Regions from separate parts of the Sus scrofa genome. Here regions 2 and 3 are each linked to region 1. The links are chromatin contacts, called in public HiChIP or PLAC-seq maps. All regions are on one chromosome and are shown on one strand. Each heading gives the region's core, a stretch centred on a gene start, on an enhancer-like site or on the middle of the called end of the contact. The rest is flanking DNA. Distances are from core to core; before and after follow the strand shown. Region 1 overlaps LOC110255482 (a long non-coding RNA gene). Region 2 overlaps MACC1 (metastasis-associated in colon cancer protein 1). Region 3 overlaps MACC1 (metastasis-associated in colon cancer protein 1).

Region 1 (3,418 bases), core at 292-2,791:
GATTGATGTTGCATTAATTTCAGGTGTACAGAAAAGTGATTCGGTTATACATACATACATATATATATATTTTTTTACATTCTTTTCTATTTAGGTTATTACAAGATACTGAGTATAGTTTCCTGTGCTAAAGCTGCCAGAAAAATAATTAGTGGGCATAAGCAAAAAAGAAGAATCCAGGTATGAAACATATATTAAACTATCTTTCCAGTTTCTTTATGTTTTTTTGAGAGCATCAGCTTTCTTCCCAGTAGCTAAACCCCATTTCATTGAGTAATTCCTCTGACTACTATGATCACTTTTATTGAACTCATAAAGTACCTGTATACACACTGAATGAACTGGGAGATACAGGTGGGGCTGGCTAAAGGTCTCATTAAGCTATACATTATGAATGTGCTCCTAGAGAGATATCAGTTTATATTCACTGATAGTCTGTTACATTAGTAGAATCTAGGATTGGGAGATTTAGTTAATAAAAATTCAGGATATTCAGTTATACCTGAATTTAGATTAATAGGAATAATGTTTCAGAATAGGTGTGTTCTACATACTGCATGGAACATATTTATACCAAAACAATTCCTGTTATTTGTCTGAAATTCAAAGTTAACTAAATTATATTTATATTTTATCTGGCAACACTAGCAGTGGCCCCTAATGAAACACATCTTAAATCCATGCACTTGTATAGCCTCCGTCCCTTGCATTTGGTTTGGGGCTGTGGCTTGCTAAAACTAGAAGACTATGGTAGAAGTGATTATTGCCAGTTTCTGGCTTAAGCCTTGAAGAGACCCGGTAGCTTCTGCTTTTGTGGTTTGTGGCTGCTGAGCCATCATGTAAGAATTCTACCTACTGTGACAAGATTACATGGAAGTTGGCTCAGCTGACATCGAGAACTGAGGCCCTAGACATAATACTCCAGTTGAAATGTCCCAGTCAGCCCTAAAGTATTTGAACCATCCTAGGGAGACACCAGATATACGAGCTAAGAAGCCATTTGGGGTGTTAGTGCCTCAGCAGACATTGTGTGGAGCAAAGACTTACCATGCCTGCAGTGTCCTGTCTGATTCCTGACCCATAGTCATGAGAAACAATAAAAATATTGCTGTTTTAAGTTCTAAGCTTTGGATTAGTAGTTACATAATAATAGATGACCAACACAAGCCAGCCACAGCCCTGACCCTACTAGCAGCCACTCCAGTTCCACTAAGGAAGGTGTCTGACTTCTCCAGGCTTTTTGAAATAGGAGAATATTTGCCTACTTCATAGGCAAATCAAGAGAGTTAATAATTCCCTACACAAGCATAGCAAGAGTGTTAATAAATTCCCTTGTCTAATGTGTTTGAGAATATAGAAAGCTATGCTAATGGTAAATAAGTATATAAGGTTTTGTAAATCCAAGGTAAATTTTTTTTTCTTTTTATCATTGTAGCCATGGCATACTGAAATTCCCAGGTCAGTGATTAAATCCCAGCCACAGCTGTGACCTGAGCCACAGCTGCAGCAATGCTGGATGCTTTAACACACTGCACTGGAGTGGGATTGAACTTGCACCTCCTCAGTGACTAGAGCGGCTGCAGTCAGATTCTTAACCTACTGCACTATGGTTGGAACTTCAAACGTAAATACTTAAAAGGAAAAAACTCAGTGTTAAAGGAGTAAGTTTGATCATCCTGGGGGCGGGGGAATACTCAAGGATTTTCTTTTCTTTCTTTTTTGTTTTAAGCTTATTCCTATTGCTTTCTTATTTTTGATTAGCTTCCCAGAGCTTAAATTTGAATGGGACTCCACAGTTGATTTTATAATTTCAATTTTGCTGCAAATAATTTGTAAGAGAAGAGTTTTTGTCCCAAACACAAGAGTGAAAACTACTGAAGCAACAAGTCACAGGGCACTTTTTCACATCAGGAAGAGAGAAATAATTCGCCATAGATGTTACTTCTATAACAAAGCTGTATACTGAAATCTTGATGAAAAGCTGTACAGATTAGCCTGAAAATTGATTTTTTAAAATTAAAACTACACTTAAGCTAGATAAACACAAAGTTATCCATGATAAGGGTGGTATTTAGCTGCAACTACTGTAAGAAAATTCCTGAAATGCACACAGGGAGTAGTATGGCAGTTCTGCAAATGGTTACTCCTTCTACCTGGCTTCTCACACAGTTCACATGTGTTACTCTATGACTGATAAAACCTGTTTGAGCTCAAGTCATCACATCCACATTTGAGCCAGGAGGAAAAAGAAGAAACAGAGAAGGGTAAGCCCTCTCCTTTTAAGGAAACTTCCTAGAATTTTCATGAGAAATTTTTGCTTGATTTCTTTTGGCCAGAACATAGGGGGTGTGTGTGTGTGTGTGTGTGTGTGTGCACGCGCGCATGTCTATGTATGTCTGTGTGTGTGTGTGTGTGTGTGTGTGTGTGTGCACGTGCGCTTGTTTTTAGGGCCACAGTTGCAGCATATGGAGGTTCCTAGGCTAGGGGTCTAATCAGAGCTATGGCAGCCGGCCTACGCCATAGCCACAGTAACGCCAGATCCAAGCCACATCTGCAAACTACACCACAGTTCACAGCAACGCTGGATCTGTAATTCACTTAAGGAGGCCAGGGATTGAACCCGCAACCTTATGGTTCCTAGTTGGATTAGTTTCTGCTGCGCCATGACGGGGAACTCCTCTTTTGGCCAGAACTTAATTACATGGTCATATGGTTGAGAAAAATAGTCTCTGTTCTGAATGGCCAGATTCCTCTTTTAAATGGAGGTGCCTATTTCTAAGGAAGACTAAGGATGACTACTTCTATTCTTTATTTTTTTTAATGTTCTTTTTTTTAAAATTGATGTATAGTTGATGTACAAATAGTGATTTGCAATTTTACAAGGTTACTCTCATTTATAGTTATGAAATATTGGCTATACTCCCTGTGTTGTACAATATATCTTTGTAGCTTATTTTATACAGTATAGTTTTTAACTCTTAATCCCCCAGCCCTACAATGCTGTTCTCCTCCTCTCTCCCCACTGGTAACCACTAGTTTGTTCTTTCTTCTTTGCTATATTCCCTAATTTGTTTTACTTTTCAGATTCCACATATAAATGGTATCACTCACCATTTGTCTTTTTCTGTATGACTGATTTCACTTAGCATAATACCTTCCAAGTCCATCCATATTGCTGCAAATGGAAAATTTTCATTCTTTTTTATGTCTGAGTAGTATTCCTTCACATATCTATGTATCTATATACCCGTATCTATCTATCTATATATCTATAACATCTTCCTTATCCATTCATATATTGATGGACACTTAATATATTGATGGATACTTATGTTTCTTCCATATCTTGGACATAATAATGCTGTTATGAACATAGTGTACATGTATCTTTTTGAATCAGTGTTTTTATTTTTGTTTT
Region 2 (3,418 bases), core at 459-2,958, 370 kb after region 1:
CTTTTCCTTACTATTGATATAATTTTACAGCCAACATATACAGTCATGTAAGCTGAACACTGCACAATTCTAGGGGGTCACTCTTGACCTATGTATGGGGCCCTGTATTCAGTTGGATTCATTTTGTAATTCTCCCTGAAACTATGCCATACACATTTTCTACTTCAATAATGTTGAATAATATTTTGTTTTTATTCTCTAAAAATCCTGAAGTGTAACATTTTAGAGTTAAGAGGAAATTTAGAGATCATCTAGTTCTCTTTCATGTTACACAGAAGGAAGATTCTTCTAGAGAAATGATGTATCCTGACCATGATTTTATCACCATATCCACTATCAGAGTCAGGGTGAGGGCCAACTCTCTGATTCCTAGCTTCAGGAATATCAGTTTGAAGATACTGGTGACAGAGAAAATAATTCTACCACTTAAATCCCATAGGTTCAACTTGGGTTTTCATCATGCATTTACTCCTAGACTAGAAAACTGAAATAATTTCTGGGTAATCTTTTTTTGTGCAGTTTGCCATGTAATCCAGCAACATACTAAATGTTTGAGAAGAGTTGTCACCAGCTTCACTGACTAAACATAGTGAAAAATATTTAGGAAAGAAACTGTTCTGCACTACTGTTAATGGAATATTAACATTAAGCAATTGAAATAGTTTTTTTTTAAATTAAAGCATTTACTTTCCCAACAATATACTGGGGAGCTACCAGTTTACTTTTATTTTCTTTGCAGAGCTTTTCTCAGTTAATATCAACTCACACTTTTCCTTCTCTTCTTATTACTCAAAAATAATGTATTGTTGGAGTTCCTGTTGTGGCTCAGTGGTTAACGAACCCGACTAGTATCCATGAGGATGCAGGTTTGATCCCTGGTCCTGCTCAGTGGGTTGAGGGTCCAGTGTTGTCATGGGCTGTGGTATAGGCCGCAGACACAGCTCAGATGCCGCGTTGGTGTGGGCTGTGGTAGAGGCTGGCAGCTGTAGCTGATTTGACCCCTAGCCTGGGAACCTCCATATGCTGAGGGTGCAGGCCTAAAAAGACAAAAGACAAATAATAATAATAATAATGATAATGATAACGTGTTGTTTTTGCTATAGTATTTTGTTTCTATTCTCTTATTTCATCTAGAAAGCTTGTCAACTCCATATGTACTGAGTTTGTCTTTTATTTGTTTTCTCTCCTCCATGGTCCTGGGTGTGCACACAATTGACGCTAAATGTGTGTTACTAAAGTGGACAAGAATTGAACTAGAGATATTTCATCACTGAAGTCCGGATTAAATGGAAGCACATATCTATATTTAGTCTACTTGCCAAAACATTGTCAAAAGTGTAATGAATCTAAATGCTAACAGAACTAACCATTAATGGAAAAACTTTTAAATGAAAATTACTGTAAAGCAGTATGCAATAGTGATGCTTAAAACAATTTTTCCTTCAAGTAGACTAATGATGAAAACAAAAAGCAGAGAGGAAAAACTACTGCATATCATCACAAAATCATAATGCTTTATTTAAAAGTATTTCATCTTTCCCCCTTTTTTCTAGGACTGAAAGAGATATATGATGAATTCTGTCGGCTCTTCATTTGAGAGAGCAACAAAAAAAGAGAGAAAACATATTAGTGTTTCAAGAAGCCATAGCTTCTGGCAGATGTTGCAAGAATGAATGAGCTCATTGACCTTTTTCCTTTTTTTTTGGAGACCTGTGTCAACTTTGAGTGGAGTTTCCAATTGCACAATGAGCATCTGGACAGTTTGACATCTTTATTACATTCTCTGATTTCTTAAAACGCTACCATTTTGCTTGAAGATGATTTCTTTCAAGATTAAAACAATTATTTAACTGTCAAGACTAATTAATTTCATGACTCAATACCAATATGATTATCTTCCCAGATCTGGTTTCTTAAAAAATATTCATAATCAAAATACCCATATTTAATCAAAATTAAGATTTGATTGATTGTTCGATGATATACTCATTCAAATCCATTTCTTTCCAGGCCTAATTTTTTTTCTTGAATTTGCTTTGTACTGAATTTTTGTGGTTTAATAACCCGCTTAACATGACCACTTTCAAACAAGATTATAAATTCTCATAAAAGAATTCATAATCATAGCTCTTGGCCGCCACCTAAAGGTTTCTTTCTTGTTTTATTTTTCATACGACCTACTGTGCATTCCTTTTATAATAAAACTGTTGCCTGCATCATCAAATGTTTTCACCCTAAGTGTAGGGTAAAGAGACTTATTTCACAACATTTTTTTTCATTTTCATATACTTCAATCAGCAGCGTATATAATTATATTCACTTCTCAGTTTATTTGGTGGTCAAAAGCAATTTAAACTAGGTTCTCTGAGTGGTTTGAAATTTTCCATTCATTCGAGAAATAGTGTGTCCTTGTTATGTGTCGCCCTCACTTTTAGGCCCATCTTAGAAATAAGAAAAAAATGATGGCATTCCTGTTGTGGCTTAATGGGTTAAGAACAAAACATAGTATCTGTGAGATGTGGGTTTGATCCCTGGCCTCACTCAGTGGGTTAAGGATCCAGCATTGACAAAAGCTGAGGCTAGGGTCGCAGATGCAGCTCGGATCCAGCATTCTCACGGCTGTGGCATAGGCTGGCAGCTGGAGCTCCGATTCACTCCCTAGCCTGGAACTTCCATATACCACAAGTGAGGTCCTAAAAGGGGAAGAAAAAAAAAAAAAAAAAAAAAAAAAGCTTAAGTCATGGTTTCTGGCATCAAGAAAAATGTACCAGTTACTGATGTTGTAAGAAACTGGTTTATCTTTTGTCGTAAACTGTATTAGAATTATCATTAATTGGATGCCACAGTAAAAGAGATACGATTCTCATTTCCAACTTTCTAAGGTAAATGTAATTATTCTCTTGCTTATTGACCCACCGCTGAATGTAACAAATATGCTAAACTCTCTGAATTCCAAAGAAAACATAAATAACAGGTATAATCTTCTGATTATGTTTGAGGATAAATAAGCTATCAGAATTAATAATTCCCTATTCCACATCCTATTCTCACTCCCTCTATTCTCTTCCTAAGAAACACCTGATTGAATCAAGCCAAGTATCTCCAACTCCCTACTCAGATTCTGACAAAGTCATGTTTGGAGATTGAAATAAATGTAGTATGATTCATAGTGAATACCTAGTTATGAACTCTGCAGACCTCTCATTTCAAAATTCATATGGACAGAGCATCTATGATTTACTCAAATTATTCCTAAACTCACAGGCATGTTTTATTAGCATATATGCTCACCATTGTGGACTCTGTGTACTTATCAGTTGACAAATTTATAGACTACTCTTCATTAATTAAAAAAAATTTATTAGGCACCTACTATGTGCCAGACATTATTAGTCACTGTCAGTGTTCAATAAAACAG
Region 3 (3,418 bases), core at 326-2,825, 270 kb after region 1:
AAGGGAATTCTCTCAGTAGTTGTTAGTTCCTCTCATGTCTTTTCTGATCCCCTTAACCCATTCTAGCCCCCTTATGTTTCTAGTACTGATTTACACAAATATCTGACTGGGTTGATATTTTGCTCATGCTAAACCAAGATATTTTAATTTCTCCCCTGAAATCATGATCACTTGCAGCCACGAGATTTATTGTACCTAAAACATAAGTAGAATATTTTTAAGTTGACTATATTCCAATAAAATTTTAAAAATAAGTGGACGGAGTTCCCGTCATGGTGCAGTGAAACAAATCCAACTGGGAACCATGAGGTTGCAGGTTCAATCTCTGGCCTCATTCAGTTGGTTAAGGATACAGCGTTGCTGTGAGCTGTGGTGTAGGCTGGCAGCTATAGCTCTGATTCGACCTCTAGCCTGGGAACCTCCATATGCCATGGGTGTAGCCCTAAAAAAAGACAAAAGACAAAATAAATAAAAATAAGTAAAATATGGACATCTGTTATTTCCTGACAGACAGCAAAAGGGTATGAAAAGCCAGCCCCTTCTACTCTAGTGTGTGGGAAAAAGAAAGCCAGAGAATGAGTAGAACTCCATGGGGGCTTCAGTTGAAACATACTGGTAGGTACTGAAACGTGAAATATATCAGGGCTCCATGTTCAGTCACACAGCTGACACCATTGCATTCTTTGCCCATTTGGGAGAGATAATCAGGCACTAGCTATTCACAGATTCTTCACTGTGAAAACATGAGAGTGCCAAGATGTGAGTGGATCTGCAGATACCAGGTGTTAGGACAAGTATGCCTTTATGACTCAAGGAGAAGCTGAAAGACTGAGAATAAAAAAGGAGTCACCCCAAAGATTATTTAAGCTTAAAGACACTGTGATGTTTGCAACTGTGAGTTTGAAATCTGCTTCACCCCATCTATACTCTAATGGTGTCAACAAATATGGAAGCTAAAATGCCAGTGACTCTCACTGATAGCCAGCCTGGTAGATGAGGGAGAAGCAAAGCACTTAGAGTGGCTAATCATACACAGTTATCTGGGACCTGGAATTAGGAACTGGAGACACACAACAGCAGAGACAGAAAATACTCGAGGTGAACAGAGGTAGCTATGCAAACAGTGTCCTGCTTTGGCTATGTCTGTCAGGGCCATGGGGAGTAGAGCCAAGACTCATAGTAATGGCCCTGCAAATTGAGTTTTCTAGGGCTTAGCAGACACAACTAATTTATCCAGTACCATTATTTTGGCTGCTGCCTTGGCTTCACGAGCCATGAGCCTGATATCCAGCCCTCTCATTAATTGCGGGACTGGAGTTTGGTGTGTTGCTCTTCAATTTAGATCAGCCCAAGTGATTTGCTATTGCTTGGAATACTAATATATACTTCTAACATAGCTTGTACTTCACTGTAAAACAAGTCACCTCTGCCCACCCCATTTTCTTCAGACTTTATTCAATCAAGGACTGGATCTTACATATTCTCTAAATATCCAAAAGCTCCACAGCGCCTGGCAATAGTACATATGTGTTGACCTAAATTGAACTGACCAGTAAAATGAGGAAGTCTTGCTTAAAGTTCTTCCAACTTAAAAATTCTCTGACCACATGGAAGCTGTCAATTGCTCATTAAAGCAGATGTAATTTTTTCTCCTAATGTTTCATCTGATTTAGAATTTAGACTTTTTTCCCTCTACGTATCTGGTAGGGAACAGAGCTAGTGATTCCCTGTACACAGAGGGGGAAATCAAACACAAAAAGTGATTTGAATATGCCTAGGGTATTACTTAATAATTAAAAGGGGATTTTCTTGGTATCCTTTAATGACCTATGCTAAATGTCACTCATGTTTGGTCCCTATAGTACAAATATACCAGAAAGAGTAATAGGAAATAGCCATATTCCCCACATGCTCAGATTTTTCCCCATATGAGGCTATCTTGCAAAGAGAAAGGCCACATTTGCAAAGTTATAAGAAAGTTCCCCCTGGAGTTTTTTCTTTGTCCTGTTTCAATATGCATTAACTCTTAGACCCCTGGGCTGACTGTGACTCCCATTTTCTGGGTCACTTTGTCCCTGAGTCATGATCACACTGTTACTTTCCAAAACCAGTTGATACTGTGCCATTTACTAGTTAATTTCAGTGAGTAATTCAAATCATAGTGAAATGTTAGGCCCTAAATTAATTTAGGTCAGATTGATCCTAATTTCCCTAGATTAAGAAAGTGAGCCAAGTTGTTCTTACAATTTCATATTTACCTTCATTACTTCTTTCTGGCTCCTTATTCAACCATAAGATGAGTCATCCACAAACTGACCCCCATCAAGCTGTAGTTTAGAACTTCGTTGCTGTTTTTTGTTTTTTCATTTTTTCCTTTCAGGATAACACATAAGAGAATATATGCCAATTCTTCACATGATCATAAGATGTTTTCAAGCTGCCCTTTTGCTACTAATCAATAACAGAGAACCCTCTGTGTAGTTTGTACTAGAATGCCTATGGATTATTTGTCCTATAATGAATGGTAACCTAAAGAGTTCTGCATTTGTTGACTCCTCTGTATTTTTATTGACACAACCGCCATTTTCATAGCAAGATCACTCTGAAATAATCTTCAGCTATCTTTACATCAACTTCCCCAGAGTTTACATGGTTTTCCAGAAAATTTCCAAAGCATGAATTTGTCATTAAGTCCTAAAAATGTATAGGATTTTGTGTCCCTTGATTAAAATAGTGGTTTTAGGCATCCCATTAACCTGTATGTGTTATGTGTGTATGTACATATGCACCTGTGTATGTAAGCATGCAATTCCACCCTCTTTAGGACAAAAGAAGAGTTTACTCTGAGTCCCTGGTATACCAGATTGCAAGTTATTTGAGAATAATTGTATTTTAAAAACTTCACAATCTATAAGCCAAGACAAGGGGGCATGTCAAATATTTCAAATTCATCTGCCACTATAGTTTAGATAATATACTTCACTATACACACACACACATTTCTTGAACATTTTTTTAAAAATTGCACAAGAAGACACAAAGACATTTTTTAATGTTAACATCCATTCACATACTGCTATGTGCTATGGACACCATCACTGGAAATTTTCAATAGTAGTTTAATTTTTCAGAATTCCCGTCATGGCTCAGTGGTTAATGAATCTGACTAGGAACCATGAGGTTGTGGGTTCGATCCCTGGCCTTGCTCAGTGGTTAAGGATCTGGCGTTGCCGTGAGCTGTGCTGTAGGTCACAGACGCAGCTCAGATCCTGTGTTGCTGCTGTAGCTCTGGCATAGGCCAGCAGCCACAGCTCCGATTAGACCACTAGCCTGGGAATTTCCATAGATTAGAGGCCTTAGAAAAAGACAAAAAAAAAAAAAAAAAAAAAAAAGGTTAATTTTTCTGTCAATTTGAAGC

The links. HiChIP or PLAC-seq counts read pairs in DNA pulled down with a chosen protein or histone mark.
Region 2: a contact with region 1 is called in an H3K27ac HiChIP or PLAC-seq map of alveolar macrophages. The contact joins two enhancer-like sites. A contact is called at or near these places in 7 of 47 Hi-C or Micro-C datasets (fetal heart ventricle, fibroblasts, heart right ventricle and 4 more) and 1 of 2 datasets of contacts at active chromatin or transcription factors (alveolar macrophages).
Region 3: an H3K27ac HiChIP or PLAC-seq map of alveolar macrophages shows a contact between it and region 1. The contact joins two enhancer-like sites. A contact is called at or near these places in 1 of 47 Hi-C or Micro-C datasets (embryonic fibroblasts) and 1 of 2 datasets of contacts at active chromatin or transcription factors (alveolar macrophages).

What each region holds. Positions count from the first base shown.
Region 1 is chr9:88,945,275-88,948,692 of Sscrofa11.1, forward strand. All of the region lies in intron 2 of LOC110255482 (a long non-coding RNA gene), which reads right to left. Among named protein-coding and RNA genes, the nearest start is that of TMEM196, 89 kb to the left of the region's middle. Within about 2 kb of position 1,542, at least 9 of the 83 cell types and tissues checked have an H3K27ac peak or open chromatin away from gene starts, as enhancers often do. A contact at or near this core is called in alveolar macrophages, where this site is marked.
Region 2 is chr9:89,317,008-89,320,425 of Sscrofa11.1, forward strand. The region is part of intron 1 of MACC1 (metastasis-associated in colon cancer protein 1); the gene reads right to left. Among named protein-coding and RNA genes, the nearest start is that of MACC1, 23 kb to the right of the region's middle. Within about 2 kb of position 1,709, at least 1 of the 83 cell types and tissues checked has an H3K27ac peak or open chromatin away from gene starts, as enhancers often do. A contact at or near this core is called in alveolar macrophages, where this site is marked.
Region 3 is chr9:89,212,731-89,216,148 of Sscrofa11.1, forward strand. All of the region lies in intron 1 of MACC1 (metastasis-associated in colon cancer protein 1), which reads right to left. Among named protein-coding and RNA genes, the nearest start is that of MACC1, 130 kb to the right of the region's middle. Within about 2 kb of position 1,576, at least 1 of the 83 cell types and tissues checked has an H3K27ac peak or open chromatin away from gene starts, as enhancers often do. A contact at or near this core is called in alveolar macrophages, where this site is marked.